3 separate regions of the Sus scrofa genome follow, and regions 1 and 2 are each linked to region 3. Evidence: chromatin contacts called from public Hi-C data. All regions are on one chromosome and are shown on one strand. Each heading gives the region's core, a stretch centred on a gene start, on an enhancer-like site or on the middle of the called end of the contact. The rest is flanking DNA. Distances are from core to core; before and after follow the strand shown.

Region 1 (4,705 bases), core at 2,195-4,694, 210 kb after region 3:
CCATCCTGTCCAGCAGACACTCAAGCGGGCATCTCAGCCTGACTGCTGTCCTCCTGGTGGCCCGGGGCCCACCTGTTTGAAGGACAGCCCCTGCACGCTCTGCCTCGGGTTATTCCAAGGACCACTATTAACTCAGGGGCTTCAAGGACACTCCCCAGCCCAAAGGCAGCACTTCTAAAACATTTAAAAAGCAAATGATTCCGGAGTTCCCATCGTGGCACAGAGGAAATAAATCCGACTAGGTGGCGGGTTCGATCCCTGGCCCCTCCCAGTGGGTTAAGGATCTGGCATTGCTGTGAGCTGTGGTGTAGGTCGCAGACACAGCTGGGATCTGGCATTGGTGTGGCTCTGTCTTGGGCTGGCATCTGTAGATCTGATTGGACCCCTAACCGGGGAACCTCCATATGCTGCAGGTGTGGCCCTAAAAAGGCAAAAGACAAAAAAAAAAAAAAAAAAAAGCAAATGATTCTGTAAATAATAGTAAATAGTAAGTAATATTAAAACTTAGTAAATAGGAGTTCCCATCGTGGCTCAGTGGTTAACGAATCCGACTAGGAACCATGAGGTTGTGGGTTCGGTCCCTGCCCTTGCTCAGTGGGTTAACGATCCGGCGTTGCCGTGAGCTGCGGTGTAGGTTGCAGCCGTGGTTCGGATCCCACGTTGCTGTGGCTCTGGCGTAGGCCGGTGGCTACAGCTCCGATTCAACCCCTATCCTGGGAACCTCCATATGCCGCGGGAGCAGCCCAAGAAATAGATAAAAAGACAAACAAACAAATAAACAAACAAAACTCAGTAAATAATTTAAAGACAAAGGCAAATTATGTTATCATTAATGCACACATATTCCTTTTGCTTCTAAACTCAGGCATCAAAGCATCCAGCCGAGGGCTGGAGGGCACGTTTTGAGACCCTCCCCATTGGGGAAGGAAGGACAGATAAGTCAGAGCAAATCTCTCTGCTCAGTTTGTCACGGAGCATCTTGCTCAAGAATTCCACCCCCAATACCATTTGGAGATGGCTCGAACCAGAAGACAGCCGAACCCTAAACATTTCTAAAAGAAGGCATCGAGGTCTGCTGCCTGTGACTCTTGTAGAACTTGCCACCGCAATAGAGGGAACGCCTACGTTTCTTATTTGTAATCACAACAGGGATGAGACCATCAGCTAACCTTCCATGGGGTGCTGACTGTAATCCAGGCACTGTTGTGTTTGAGGTGGTTTGATTCATCGGACTCGCCCAATCAACTCTTAGTGAGGAGGTGATCAGGAAAGGGGGCACAGTCCCACCGTCCCTGAACTTCACGTTTTCCTTCTAAAGTGAGGACAATACCTATGCTGTCAGGATGAGGGAATGAAGGAACCTAGGGAGAGCACTTTAGCCCAGTTTTCCGTGGGTATTTCATAGATACAGAGAACTGAACGATACATTTGAAAACTATGTACTGCATTAATTAGACAGGAGCAGGAAATGGAACGTTTTGCGATCATTCTAGAGTATTTCAATCAGCCTGTCCTGGCGGAGGTGAACTTGGAGGGCTGTTTGATCTCTTGATCCCAGGAGCCAGTCTCTGCTAAGCCTGGCGTCACCCCCACATCAAAGGAGACAACGCGAAGTCAGAGGAGCCGAAATGCTGCCCACACTTCAAAGGGAGTGCCTCTTCCGGAAGTTGTTAGAGCCTTTCAAGGAGGGTAAACAGTAATACACCTCGGGGGACTCGCAACGCAGTGGCTACATCCAACTGGCTTCCTCCCTGGGACTCAGACCTTTCCAGGACCAAGCAGTGCACCCGAGAAAGAAGGCGCCGCTCTGCACAGAGGATGTTGGTCCCACGCCTTCCTAACTTCCCTGTACATCTACAAGCGGCCAGGCAATCCCACCAGAGGGGACCATCAGTAATGTCTGTTCCCGCGCCGGCCGCGCCCGGTTTTCCTTTCTGCCCGCTGTCGTGTCCACGCCGACGGCTCTGACTCCCGGGGCTTCCGTCCTTCGGCTTACACATTGGATGGTTCTGTGTTTAAACATCACAGCCTAAAACACTCCTCTTTTGGCCCATGGTGGGTAGGCAACGGGGGATAGTGGTGGAGGAAGTGCCTAAAACCTTCTGCTTTCTCCTCAACAGGTACCCTGGATGCAGCATTTGAAGCCCCCCTCTCCGCCCTCCCGCCCTGGGCCCCCGGCTAAGCGGGCAGGAGATACACACGCGGGACATCACACCAGTCCCCACCTGTCTGCGGCCAGGGGCAGACAGAGGCAGGCTGAGGCCGACTGGGGAGTGTCCTGGCGCTCCCTTTTATAACTAGGAAGGCGGCTGAGCGGCGGCGGCGGCGGCGGATACCCCAGTGGGCCCCTTGTATATGAGCTTAGCGCGCTCGCGCTCCTCCGGCCCTCTGCAAGACCCTGAGGCATCCCTTTTGACCCCTGCGCGTTCACACCCTCTTCACATCCTGTTCACCGCCACCCCCCACCGCCCGCCTGCCCGCACCCTCCAGACCCCTTAAGAACCTGCCATCCCCGCACACTCCCATCCCCCAGACTCCTGCAGAGCCCCTCAATCCCGCGCGTGCACACCCTCCTCGGCCCCTGCGCACAGCCGGGACCCCCAGCGCGCTGGCATCCCTAGATCCTGAGCACACCCAAGACCCCCGGACCGTCACACCTCCCACCCCGCCGCACCTCCAGCGGGCGCACCCCCAGCCCAGCGGGCGCCGGAGCGGGGGGAGGGATGCGGAGACGTGCCGCACGTGCGCCGCACGGTGATTGGCAGCGCCGGCCCCGCCCGCGCCCCTGCCGAGTGCTCCGCGGAGCTGAGGATGGGGTGGCCGGGCCTGGCAGCTGCAGCTGGTCCGTGGGGCCGGGGCTGCAGAGGCGCGCAGGCCGGGCTGCGGGGTTTGCTGCCCGGGGAGGCCGGGAACAATGCACCCTGATGGGAAGTGCGTGGGGGTGGGGGGAGGCGCTAGAGACTGCACCCGTGTTCTTTAGCTTGGTAGTGCTAAAATAAGCGTGCTCTAGGATGCTGTTCCGGCCGGGTGAAAATACTTTCTGTAGGTGATGAAAAAATTTTCCACTTTATTCGGTTGTTGACTAGGGCCCCGTGCATTTAAACCCCAGCTCTCTTCAGTCCACTGAAGAAGGGAAGGGTTAGAAAGGAGCCTGGGCATTTTAATGCAGCCGGTGCGGGCTTGAGAAAGCGACAAAGGCCCAGCTCGCGTGGCCCTGAGAGTGATGCTCCGCCCCTGAGTGGAGGACCAGAAAGAAGTCCTTTAAGGGACCAGCGATGGCTGGATTCAGCTGGGGAACGTTTCCCAAAGGACGTGATTTGAGCGGAGGCTGTAGGTTCTGAGCCAAGGACTAGAATTGTGGCCTGGGACAGACAGAGCGCGCCGAAGAGGAGGGCGCTCCCAGGGACTGATGGGGACAGGGGGTGGCGAAGGCGCTAGCGGCCCTAAGTGGTGAGCCGCAGAGAAGCCGTCCCTCATCCCGGCAGCAGCCAGCCAATGAGAGAGAAGCGCAAAGGGGTCCCGAACCAATGGAAACCTGCCGCCGGCGGACGACTTGCCATTGGAAACATTTATGGAGATCTGGCCAAGCGCTTTCTTTGCGGGGCTGCTGCCCCAGAAGCCCAGGACAGGTGTGTGTCAAGGGCCAAAACACCAGGAGCAAGTTCATTTATTCATTCATTTGGATTAGAGCGCCTGCTGTTTGTAAGGGGGCGGTGGAGCGGACACAGGAGGAAAGGGAGGAGAGCAGAGGGGCGGAAATGCGCTTCCGGACCTGAGCAGCTCAGAAGCGGATGAAGGGTTTCTCCGTTCTATGTCCCGCGTCATTTTCCCTCCTGTAAACGTTAGCACCTTGCGTTTGTGTCGTGCTTTACGATTTCCAAATTGCTTTCAAATGCGTGATCTTTATTCAGTAATCACCATAACCTAACAGAAAGGTATTATTATTATTATATTTTACCAGTGAGAGAAGGGAGGCTCAGATAAATTAAATCACATACCCGAGGTGACATAGCTGTTAGTGAGAGCGTGGAGACTAGAACTCGGGTGTCCGGACTGCGAATCCGGGGCTCTTTAAATTTATCAGAGGCAGAAACCCAGGCCTGCTTCCTGATCCAGGTGCCTAGGACACACCCAGCAGTTAAAATAAAATCCAGCAGGACGGGGTTAATTCTTTTTTTTTTTTTTTTTTTCCCTTAGTCATTGCTCTCTCAAATTGCCCCTTGAAACACAGGCTCGCTCTGCTATTATACCCCTTTGTGTGTACATGAGGTTCTGTTGACTCGCTGCCAAGAAAGGCAGTACCACAGGTAAAAGCAGAATGAGGAGGGAGGATGGGTTACCAGCTGTGGGCTTCCCCTTCACCCACACCCCTCAGGCCAACTGGAGACCCGGGGCCCTCTCTGTCTTCTCTCATGTTGGTCCCCAATGGAGAAACTGCATCCTGCCCTGTGTGCTAGGCTCTGCCTGCCTAAAATAAGCTACACCCCTGGGACCTCTGAGGCCTCCACCTCAGCCATTGCCGTCAGGCCATCACAAAAACATCCCACCCCTCCTGTGGCCACAGTGACATGGTTAAAAGGAATTTTACTCCCAGAGGATCTGTCACTCCAGGACTCACTAAGTCTCTGCCACGGTGCCAGATGAGGTCTCTGGCCTGTTCAGCAAAGTGTATAAGCCTCGCTGGTGCCCAAGGCTGAATGCCCAC
Region 2 (4,200 bases), core at 1,078-3,577, 200 kb before region 3:
TTAATGAAGACAGCACACAGAGAAGACCAAGGGGGACCTGGGGTTGACGGAGGTGACCACGGAGGTCACCCGGGACACAGAAGGCAGGTTTGCAAATAACAACAGGGAGCTCCCGAGACCTTTGAGATCGGTGCTGATTCTTAAGCCACAACACCTTACTCACCCACAGGTCTTGATCCGGAGTCCTGCGCTAAAAGAACACTGTAGGAAGGACAGGAGTGCCAAGTGTTGGCCTCCGAGGTATTTAGAATGAAAGGAACACGAAGGGAACCGCACGGTTCCCAAGACGGCTTTCGACAAAGTTGACAAAATACAACCCAACCGGCATCCCCGGCCCCCCTGTGAAAAGGAAAGCAGCCGTCTACTCTAGTTACAAATTCAATGCCAAGTTCCTTCTCCAATGCTCACCCAGAGTGTCCAGCAGAGGGAGTCTCAAAGAGGTACTTAATAAAGAGAAAATTGTTTCATTTTAACACTCCATAGACAGTGGGAGCATTGACTGTAGCCCCCTCCCAGAGACACAGGCGAACAATGAACGCCGACCGGGTCCTCCTAGCATGTTCATAGAGCCACCGGCATGCTCCATCCTGTGTGGTGGAGTGATCAGAAATTTCGTTTTGTTTTGTCGAATGGTTAAATGGACCTTGTGTTCTTCAGAATCAGAGAGGAAAGCCCCTGGAATAACATCTCTCTGTTGCCTTCTAAACAGGCCCCTTTGTTTCTAGGAGAGTCTGAAAAAAAATATTTACAGTCCATAGGTTATTTACAGCCTTGTTATCCAGGGCCTGACTGGTAACTTTATTCCATCCAGAACCCTAATTCATCTGGAGCCCTGGAACTAATAACGGATTTTCTTTTCAGATAAGTTTTTTTTTTTTAATCTCCCTTTATAACAGCGAGAAAACTATTAATGTGCTCCCTGTCTCACTGGCCACGAATGTTCTCTGGGTTTATAAAAGAATTAAAAGCCCCTCTCCTTGCCCCTCCTCTGTTCCCCACAAACCCTTGCCCTTCTCATTTGCTATTTCATCCACAGAATATCTGAACAAAACCGAAAGAAAGCCAGATGGACTGACGCTAAAAGTATGTAAAGGCTGCTATTTCCATGATTTCATGAGAAAAACATTTTCACGATGAAAAGGACTGGAAAAAAAAAAAATCAGGCACCCTTTGGTTCAAAATTCCTCGTACTACAAGCACACACATACAAAAAACACACCGAAGTGTAAAAACTTAGTTGATTCCGGTTTGATTTCGGGGTGGAAGCTGACAGAACTGACTGAAGAGAAACGAAAGAGTGCAGGGGAAACGCGGTGCTTCTGCCTTCCGTTCTTTTCTTTCTTCCTAAAGACAGATCAGATCAGAAAAAGCACCCAACGCCAGGTGAAGGTGCACGGCGCAGGTTTACCCAGATCCAGCGAGACAAACCTCCTGGCTGCCTCCCCGACCTGAAAACCTAAACTACATTCTCCCTTACACACGCTGCTGCGGGCAGATTTTAGCCAATTTCATTGTTCTGCCTGGGTCTGAAATGGACTTTTTCCCTCTCTCTCCCCCTCTCATCACCTAACCCGGTACATTCCGATCCGACAGCCCCCCCAAAACCAGAGGCTGGCGAAGAATAAAGGAGCGTGGGGTGGGAATGGAGGGAAATGGAAGGGAGCTGTGAGGACAGAGTGGAAAGCAGATCATCCGAAAGGTAATTTTCTCGCGGGGGGGTGGGGAGGAAAGCTACAGCGCATCACCTTTATTTATTACAAATAAATAAAAAGCACCGTCATGGATCGGTCTTTGCCCCGGCGCCCCCTCCCAATATCTTTTCTTCGGGCACTAGCCCACCCTCGCACCCCACCCCCCCGCCTCTTTCTCCACCCTGGAAATTAGATCTGTTCGATTCCGGAGCCCGGTCGTTCGCCGGGCAACGGAGGGGGCGGCGGGGAGGGGGCGGGCAGCCGGTTCGAGCCCCGGGGGTGGGGCGCGGAGGCCGGGCGCCCGGGGGCTGCGGGCCGGGGGCTGCCTGGCGAGGGGGCCGCGGGCAGAACAAAGCTGCGGGGGCCGCGGCGGCCGGGCGGCGCGGGGCGAACGGGGCCGGCGGGCCGGCGCCCCTTACCTTCGTACACGGGGGCCATCGGGGCCGGGGTGTCCGCGATTCATGGCAACGGAGAAGGGAACGCGGCGCGCGAGCTCGGCCCCCCCAGCCTCAGTCGGAATCTGCCATCTTGAGCCTGTGTCTCCGCTCTCGGCGCAGCCGGGGCCGCCAGCGCCCGCATCACCGCCTCACTTGGCCGGCGCCGGGGGAGGGGGCCGGGCGCCGCCGCCGCCGCCGCCGCCGCGGCCCGGGCCCTGCGCGGGGCTCCGGGGCGGCCGGGCGGGCGCAGCGGCCGAGGCCGAGGGCCGAGCGGCCGCGGCCCCCGAGCGGGTCCGCGGTGGGGCGGGAGCCGGGGCGGGCAGCGCGCGGCCAGTCCCCGGCCGGGGCTCAGCTCAGCATGGCTGTGTGTGGGGGCTTCGGCAAAAGTTGCACGGGAGGCGGAGGAGGGGCGGGAGGAGCCGGGGGAGGGGCGGGGGCGGGGGCGGGAGCGGCGGCCGAGCGCGCGCCAGCGAGCGAGCCGGGGAGCGGAGTCCGCGCGCAATCGAGCGCCGATGGCACGGATGCGAGGCGGGGAAGGCCGAGCGGAGGGCAGGAGCCGGCCGGGGGGTGGGGTGGGGGCGCGGATTAAAGGAAGCCGGGCCGGCGAGGGAGGGCGGCGGTGCGCACCCTTGGATTCTGATTGGCAAAGGAGAGCGGGCCCGCAGGGGCGGCCGCCGCCGAACTTTGCGTGTGCGCGCCGGCTGGGCGGGAGGGGCTGCCCTGGAAAGGGAGCCCCGGCCGGCGGCGTCTAGCCGTCGCGCACCTGGCAGGCGCTGCCCGGGGTCGGGGCGCGGGGGCGGGGGGAGGGATGAATGGAGCAGGGGGCGCCCGCCCTCCCCCGGGGGGGCGGGAATGCGAGAGTGGAGGAGCTTTTCAAATCCCGACGAGGTCGGAGATGCAGAAGCCATGCCGCGCTCGCTTAGGGAACGCAGGGTGGTCGCTGGATTCCTGCGGGAATCTGCTTCCGCCCTGTCCCCTCGGCCACGGGGTCCGGAGGGCACTCCTCCCCGCGCCTATCACCTGGGCGGGTGTTCCACCGACTTCCTCCCAGGCCCCTGCCTTCCTCAACACTCTCTCCCTTCAACTCTACACTCTCCAGACTCTCCGCAGCCCGGAGCCTCGCCAGTGCACTCCTGCGGCTTCGTCTTGGATTCTTTGGTAGATGCCCTGCCATCGCCCCCCACCTAAGACCTGAGTCTCCTCTTAGCCAGTGTTTTAAAAACTGTGGGTCGTGACGCATTAACTGATCAAGAAAGACATTCAATGGATGGCAATCAGCTATTTAAAATAATCAAACGCACTAGAATAGAAAATATTAGACCCCACTGCCCGTAGTAAGAGTAACTATTTGTTTCATAAACCTTCTGTTTTCAGTTATCCATACTGGACAACGATGTAAGTTGTATTTCCCTCTCCGCGTCAGAGGACTCAAAAAAGTTTAAAATCTGTATGTCGGGGGTTACAATAATGAAGGAACCCATTGTCTTCCCACTACCTCTTATCCTTCCCAACCTCCATACCCTGTGACAACCTTCTCCCCCCAAAATCCCCGAAGCCTGTTCACACACTTACCTAGTTTTGTTAGTTGCACATCATTTCCACCCCCACCCGCCCACCCCCACCAGCCTTTGCTCAGGATGACCTTGGACTTTCCCATCTATCCTCCTTGCCTCTGTCTTCTGTGCTACAGCTTCCACCACTGCGCTTAGCCTAATGTCACTCACATGTGCGGAATCCTAGACTACCATGGCTAACAGGGGCCTCAGAGATAGTCTGTCCCCCCACCCAACCCTTTTAAAATAGAAAAGATGAGGCCCAGGGAAGTGAAGTATATTGCCCAATGGTATTAAGTCTTAGGGTTAAGCTCTCAACTCCCACTCTGGTGTTCTTTGCTTCATACCATTCATTCATCCCTTCCGTCTATCCACCTGCCACCTTCATCAGGTCTTAGCCCAGTTTACCATAACACACGGTTTTGTTTTTGCTTTTGTTTTTTAAGTGTTTGGCTACATCCATGCCGTGTGGCGGTTCCAGGGCCAGATCCTGAGCCCTTACAGAGATAACACCATGTA
Region 3 (4,488 bases), core at 1,482-3,981:
CACAGCAGCCGAGAACCTCGCATTAGCCACGTGTCTCGGGCACATTTTTATAGCTTTGCCACCACAGAGGCCATTCTTGGCAGGAAGCACATTCGCTAAAAGCCACCAGCTGCAGAAAGGGGGATAAGGGCTAAAACTGCATCAGGTGGAAGAGGTGAGGAGGTTACCATGGAGGGTGGGGGGCGGCCCCAGACAAACCCCAGCTCTCCCAGTGCCTGGCCCTGTGGACGTGAGCAAACTACCTGAGTTCCAGAAACCTCTGTGCAAAGTGGGACCTTGTAAGGACCAGACACGCTGTCAGGGAGGCACAGCCCGCTTCTTGGCAGAGGGAAGACTTGAGCTGTCGGGGGCCTCCGAGGATCAGCTGCAACTCAGCTGTCGCCACTGCTGCATCTTCTAGGCTTTATCCACCCTCCTCTGATGACAGGCGTGGGAGCTTCGCACTGTCAGATTCCCCCAAGGTGGCCCCCACTGAATTCTTAATTCTTATTGGCACAATGGTATCCATCTCTCCCGGGATGACCCCAGGCTCGCAACTACCACTCACAGAGTCGCTCCTGTCCCACAGCCGAATTACAGAGCTTCCTAAGAAACCCCCCTGGATGGCACTTAATGGGGACTCCTCAGTGCAACCCTTGTAGGTGTGGTTTCTGCCCATTTTACAGATGAGCCAACTGAATGTCAGCACAGCTTCACAATTTGCCCACTGTCTTCCAGCTGGATCTGACGTGTTCCTATCTCTTCCTGTTGACAATTCTGCCTGCCGGTCGTGAATTTCAAAATGTCAAGAGTTATTTTTTAAAAAATGGTAAATTGCTCTTTAGACTTTATGTATATATATATATAACTTCAAAACTTACTTTTACCTAGGGTTGGGTTTATTTTAACGCTTAGCTGGTTTAATGGACTTTTTTAAGAGTGACAACTGAGAATTTCAGTGTGGGCTACAGTGAGGACCGGCCACCTTCGCTCTCTGGGCTGTGGCTTTTCATCTGAACCATGCGAAGGTGGAACTCCAGTAACACCCAGAGTCTCTGTACTTTTCTCCTAGTCATGGACGTGCCAAGAGCAGTGGGGGACCTTCCTGTCCGCTAAAGTGGCCGACGGATATACCCGACGCCACCTAAGCTTCTGGACAAGGTTCTTGGGAAAGGAGATTTCTTTTCTTTTCTTTTCTTCTTCTTTTTTTTTTAGCTCAGGCCTAGCCCTCCCCACTTACATCCTGAGCTGTGAAAATGGACTGAGCAGAGAATTTAAAATGAGCTGGGGGAAAAAAAAATCCTGCTACAATAAATCGCATCACAGTGGAGATCTCTATCTAGCCAGAAAATTCTCAGCCCAGACAATGGCTCATTTATTTCCAACAATATTCAATACAACAGAATTCCAGGCCAACAAAAGGATTTCTACAGGTTCTTGGACTGTGGCAAAAGGGGTTTAACCTACAGAGAAAAGAGAGCTGTTCCATTATGGGCTCCCAGGCGAGGGGGAGACCTTTGTAAATAAACTGGAAGGTGGCCTGCTGGAAACGTGGTTCCCTCCCTGGGGAGCATCTCAGCCCGCGACAGTGGGGAGGCAGAAGCACCGGCCACCTCGCCCCGGGAGACATCTGAGTCAAGGCGGCTTCGCCGGGTGGTGCTACCGAGGACACAGCCCCTCTCTCCCAGGCGCTCAGATGATACATTTTATAAACATCCAGGCAGGCAGCCTCCAAAGACTCCTGGGCTTTACAAAAGCATTTCAGATTCCATGGTCAGCGAGCCGGTGTTCTGAGCATGGGCGGTGAAGAGGAGGCAGGAAACGGGAGGGCCCGGAGGGGTCTGGAGGCTGCCTTCTAAATTTAACATGCAGTTGCTTTTAGGCCAAGTGGATGAAAAATAAATTCCAGTGCTTAAAGCTCTTATCTTTGTTTACCATTTCCCCAAACAGTAAGTGACCCAGGCTCTGGCTTTTAGACTGAATTATCAACCAAGATGCACACAGGATGCGGGACGGGGACGCTGGGGGCTGGGCCGGGGGATAAACAGAGGAAGCTGACCGCTCTCCACCGTCACGTGGCGTTTCCTGGGCCTGGCAGAGTGACCAGGATCTGATGTCACAGGCTGTCCCTGGGTGGGCCAGGGCGTGCTCGGGATGTGTCCGACCATCCCAGACACGGAAGGCGCCGAGGGGTTACCCTCCTCCTTTGCATGAGGGGATCCATAAATATCTGACGGTGACCTTTTCAGATGCTCCATAACAGCTTTTGAAAATCTCCAGTGGGCCCGGGCTTGCCCGCTTTGATGGGAAGCTCCAGCCAGGCTTCTGCATGTTGTCAAAATCCTCCGTGGGACTCACTGTCCAGCCTGATTCTACCCTCAGGAACGACAAGAGTAGCATATCCTTTTCTTTCGTCACGTGCCTGCCACTCAGGTGACAGGGCCCTCATTTCTCTCCTTGGTTGGCTCTGTTCTCCAGGATTCTTTCCAGGTGCCCCCAGAGAAGCGTGTCAGTCCTACCTCCCTGCCTCTAGTTCCGTCTCTCAACCCCTGGGAGGCTGGCTTTGGCCGCACCTCCCTCCCACGGGTGACTGACGCCCTGGCCTTTCCAGCCGCTCTGCCAGCTTCCCCTGGTCAGTCCTTACTGTTCCAAGGTCAGGGGCATGCCCTTCTCTCCTGCCTCCATCCCAGAGGCCTCCGGCACCTCTGGGGGCTGAACAGGACACCATCTCCCGCTGGGGCCCCAGCCCAGCCCCGCCAGCAGGAGGCAGCCCCGGCCAAGTCCTTTCCACCTTTCAGCCACCGAGGAATGAAACCTAGGAGTCGCTTTGCTCTCTTCATCCCCCGACCCCTTCACCCCTTCACCCCTTCGTCTCCCCAGCAAGTCTTCCTTTACACAGATGCCTCTAGATCCAGGCTGCACTCGAGAATTACCTCGGGAGCTTTTAAAACCATACTGATTCCTGTGCCCAGTCCAGACCCGTTCCAATGGGCTATTTCAAGGCGGGGACCAGCAGCAGCAGCAAGCAGCCGGTAGGGAGAATCGCTGCTTACGCTGCTCCCCGGATTCAAGCCCCTTTTCCTCTCTGGCCGCTGACATGGTCGTCACGGCTCATCACTTCTGCCAGGGCTACTGCAAAAGCCTCCTGTTTTCTGGCCCTGCTTCCCCCAGCTCTCCGACCACACACCCACAATCACAAAATACCGTTCTCACCACATTACCTATACTTGCCAAAAACCTTCAGTAGGTCCCTACTGCCAAATAACAAGTCTTTGAACAAGTCGATGGCTTCCCAAGAAAATAATAAGTCGTATGGTCTGGGACAGTATCTTCTCTCCTCTTTCCTTCTCTTCTCTACCCCCAGCACTCTGCTAAGCACGTATCAGGTACTCAACATCTATCTGAGGTGAGAGGGAACAACAAAAAAAGAATTTCTCTGCAGATGAATGCCACGCACCCTCCTCCAGTGCAGAGGAAGCGGGCGGGTGATTTAGCTCTCATTTACTCAGGGGCTGATTTCTTTAAACATCGCATATAATCAACGGTGACTGATCCACGCTGATGGAGAGAACTGGACCTTGTATATTACAGGCAGTGGCTAATTCAACAACTTGAAGCTAGTTGATGTTGGAAGCTGTTGTACGCTTTTGCAGGCTTGTGTCTGATAATTGAGACTTTTTTTGAAATTAGGTCATTAGATGTGTCTTATTTTCCTACCCCCTCTTCTCCCATATACACCATAGGAATAAATAAATCATGGAGTTCTCGTTGTGGCATGTTGGAAATGAATCCAACTAGGAACCATGAGGTTGCGGGTTCTATCCCTGGCCTCTCTCAGTGGGTTAAGGATCCAGCGTGGCTGTGAGCTGTGGTGTAGGTCGCAGACACGGCTCAGATCTGGCGTTGCTGTGGCTGTGGTTTAGGCCAGCAGCTGCAGCTCCAATTCGACCCCTAGCCTGGGAACCTCCGTATGCCATGGGTGGGGCCCTAAAAAGCAAAAGCAAAAAAAACAAGGAATAAATAACTCAGCTCCCAAAATAATCCATTATTTTTTTCTCTCAACCCTTTCCTGAAATAGAGATAGTGGTGACACTTCAGCACACTGGAAGGGGCACATTGCGGGGGGCGGGGACCCACAGTGGGAGTAAATAGAGGGGACGGGGGTGTCAACATGCTGCCTTTCAACAGGTTCACTGTTAAAATTTAGGCAGTGCGTACAACCAGTTTGTAAAACTATTCACAGTTTCTACGACCGTACACACCCCTTAGGACACAGCAACTCCACTCCTAGGTATACACCCAAGGGAAGTGAGACTCGCGTTCACTAAAAGCAAGAACATCCCAATTTATTCATAATGTCCCCACTTGGGGACAACGCAAATGTCCACCCACAGCGGGGAGGACGACTAGATGTGGAGCGTCACACAACCGTCGGAGCAGGCACACTACCCTCACACCACCGCACGGATGGGTCTCAGAGACACAAGAGGGAACATGGGGACGCAGATA

The links. A called contact is a pair of places that touch in the nucleus more often than the background predicts.
Region 1: a Hi-C map of skeletal muscle shows a contact between it and region 3, with 4 times the contacts expected there. The contact joins two enhancer-like sites. A contact is called at or near these places in 2 of 47 Hi-C or Micro-C datasets (liver and skeletal muscle).
Region 2: a contact with region 3 is called in a Hi-C map of fetal liver, with 2.1 times the contacts expected there. The contact joins the promoter of HIPK2 here to the enhancer-like site in region 3. A contact is called at or near these places in 1 of 5 promoter capture datasets (fetal skeletal muscle), 14 of 47 Hi-C or Micro-C datasets (brain, embryonic fibroblasts, fetal heart ventricle and 9 more) and 2 of 2 datasets of contacts at active chromatin or transcription factors (alveolar macrophages and skeletal muscle).

What each region holds. Positions count from the first base shown.
Region 1 is chr18:9,528,375-9,533,079 of Sscrofa11.1, reverse strand. No RefSeq gene overlaps it. Among named protein-coding and RNA genes, the nearest start is that of KDM7A, 51 kb to the left of the region's middle. Within about 2 kb of position 3,444, at least 59 of the 83 cell types and tissues checked have an H3K27ac peak or open chromatin away from gene starts, as enhancers often do. A contact at or near this core is called in liver and skeletal muscle, where this site is marked.
Region 2 is chr18:9,938,662-9,942,861 of Sscrofa11.1, reverse strand. It overlaps HIPK2 (homeodomain-interacting protein kinase 2), which reads right to left and starts at 2,327. Exons shown (of 15, transcript XM_021078554.1): 1 at 2,111-2,327. The coding sequence starts at 2,129.
Region 3 is chr18:9,736,369-9,740,856 of Sscrofa11.1, reverse strand. The region is part of intron 9 of TBXAS1 (thromboxane A synthase 1); the gene reads left to right. The region is part of intron 2 of LOC106508202 (a long non-coding RNA gene); the gene reads right to left. Among named protein-coding and RNA genes, the nearest start is that of PARP12, 65 kb to the right of the region's middle. Within about 2 kb of position 2,731, at least 31 of the 83 cell types and tissues checked have an H3K27ac peak or open chromatin away from gene starts, as enhancers often do. A contact at or near this core is called in fetal liver, liver, retroperitoneal adipose tissue and 2 more, where this site is marked.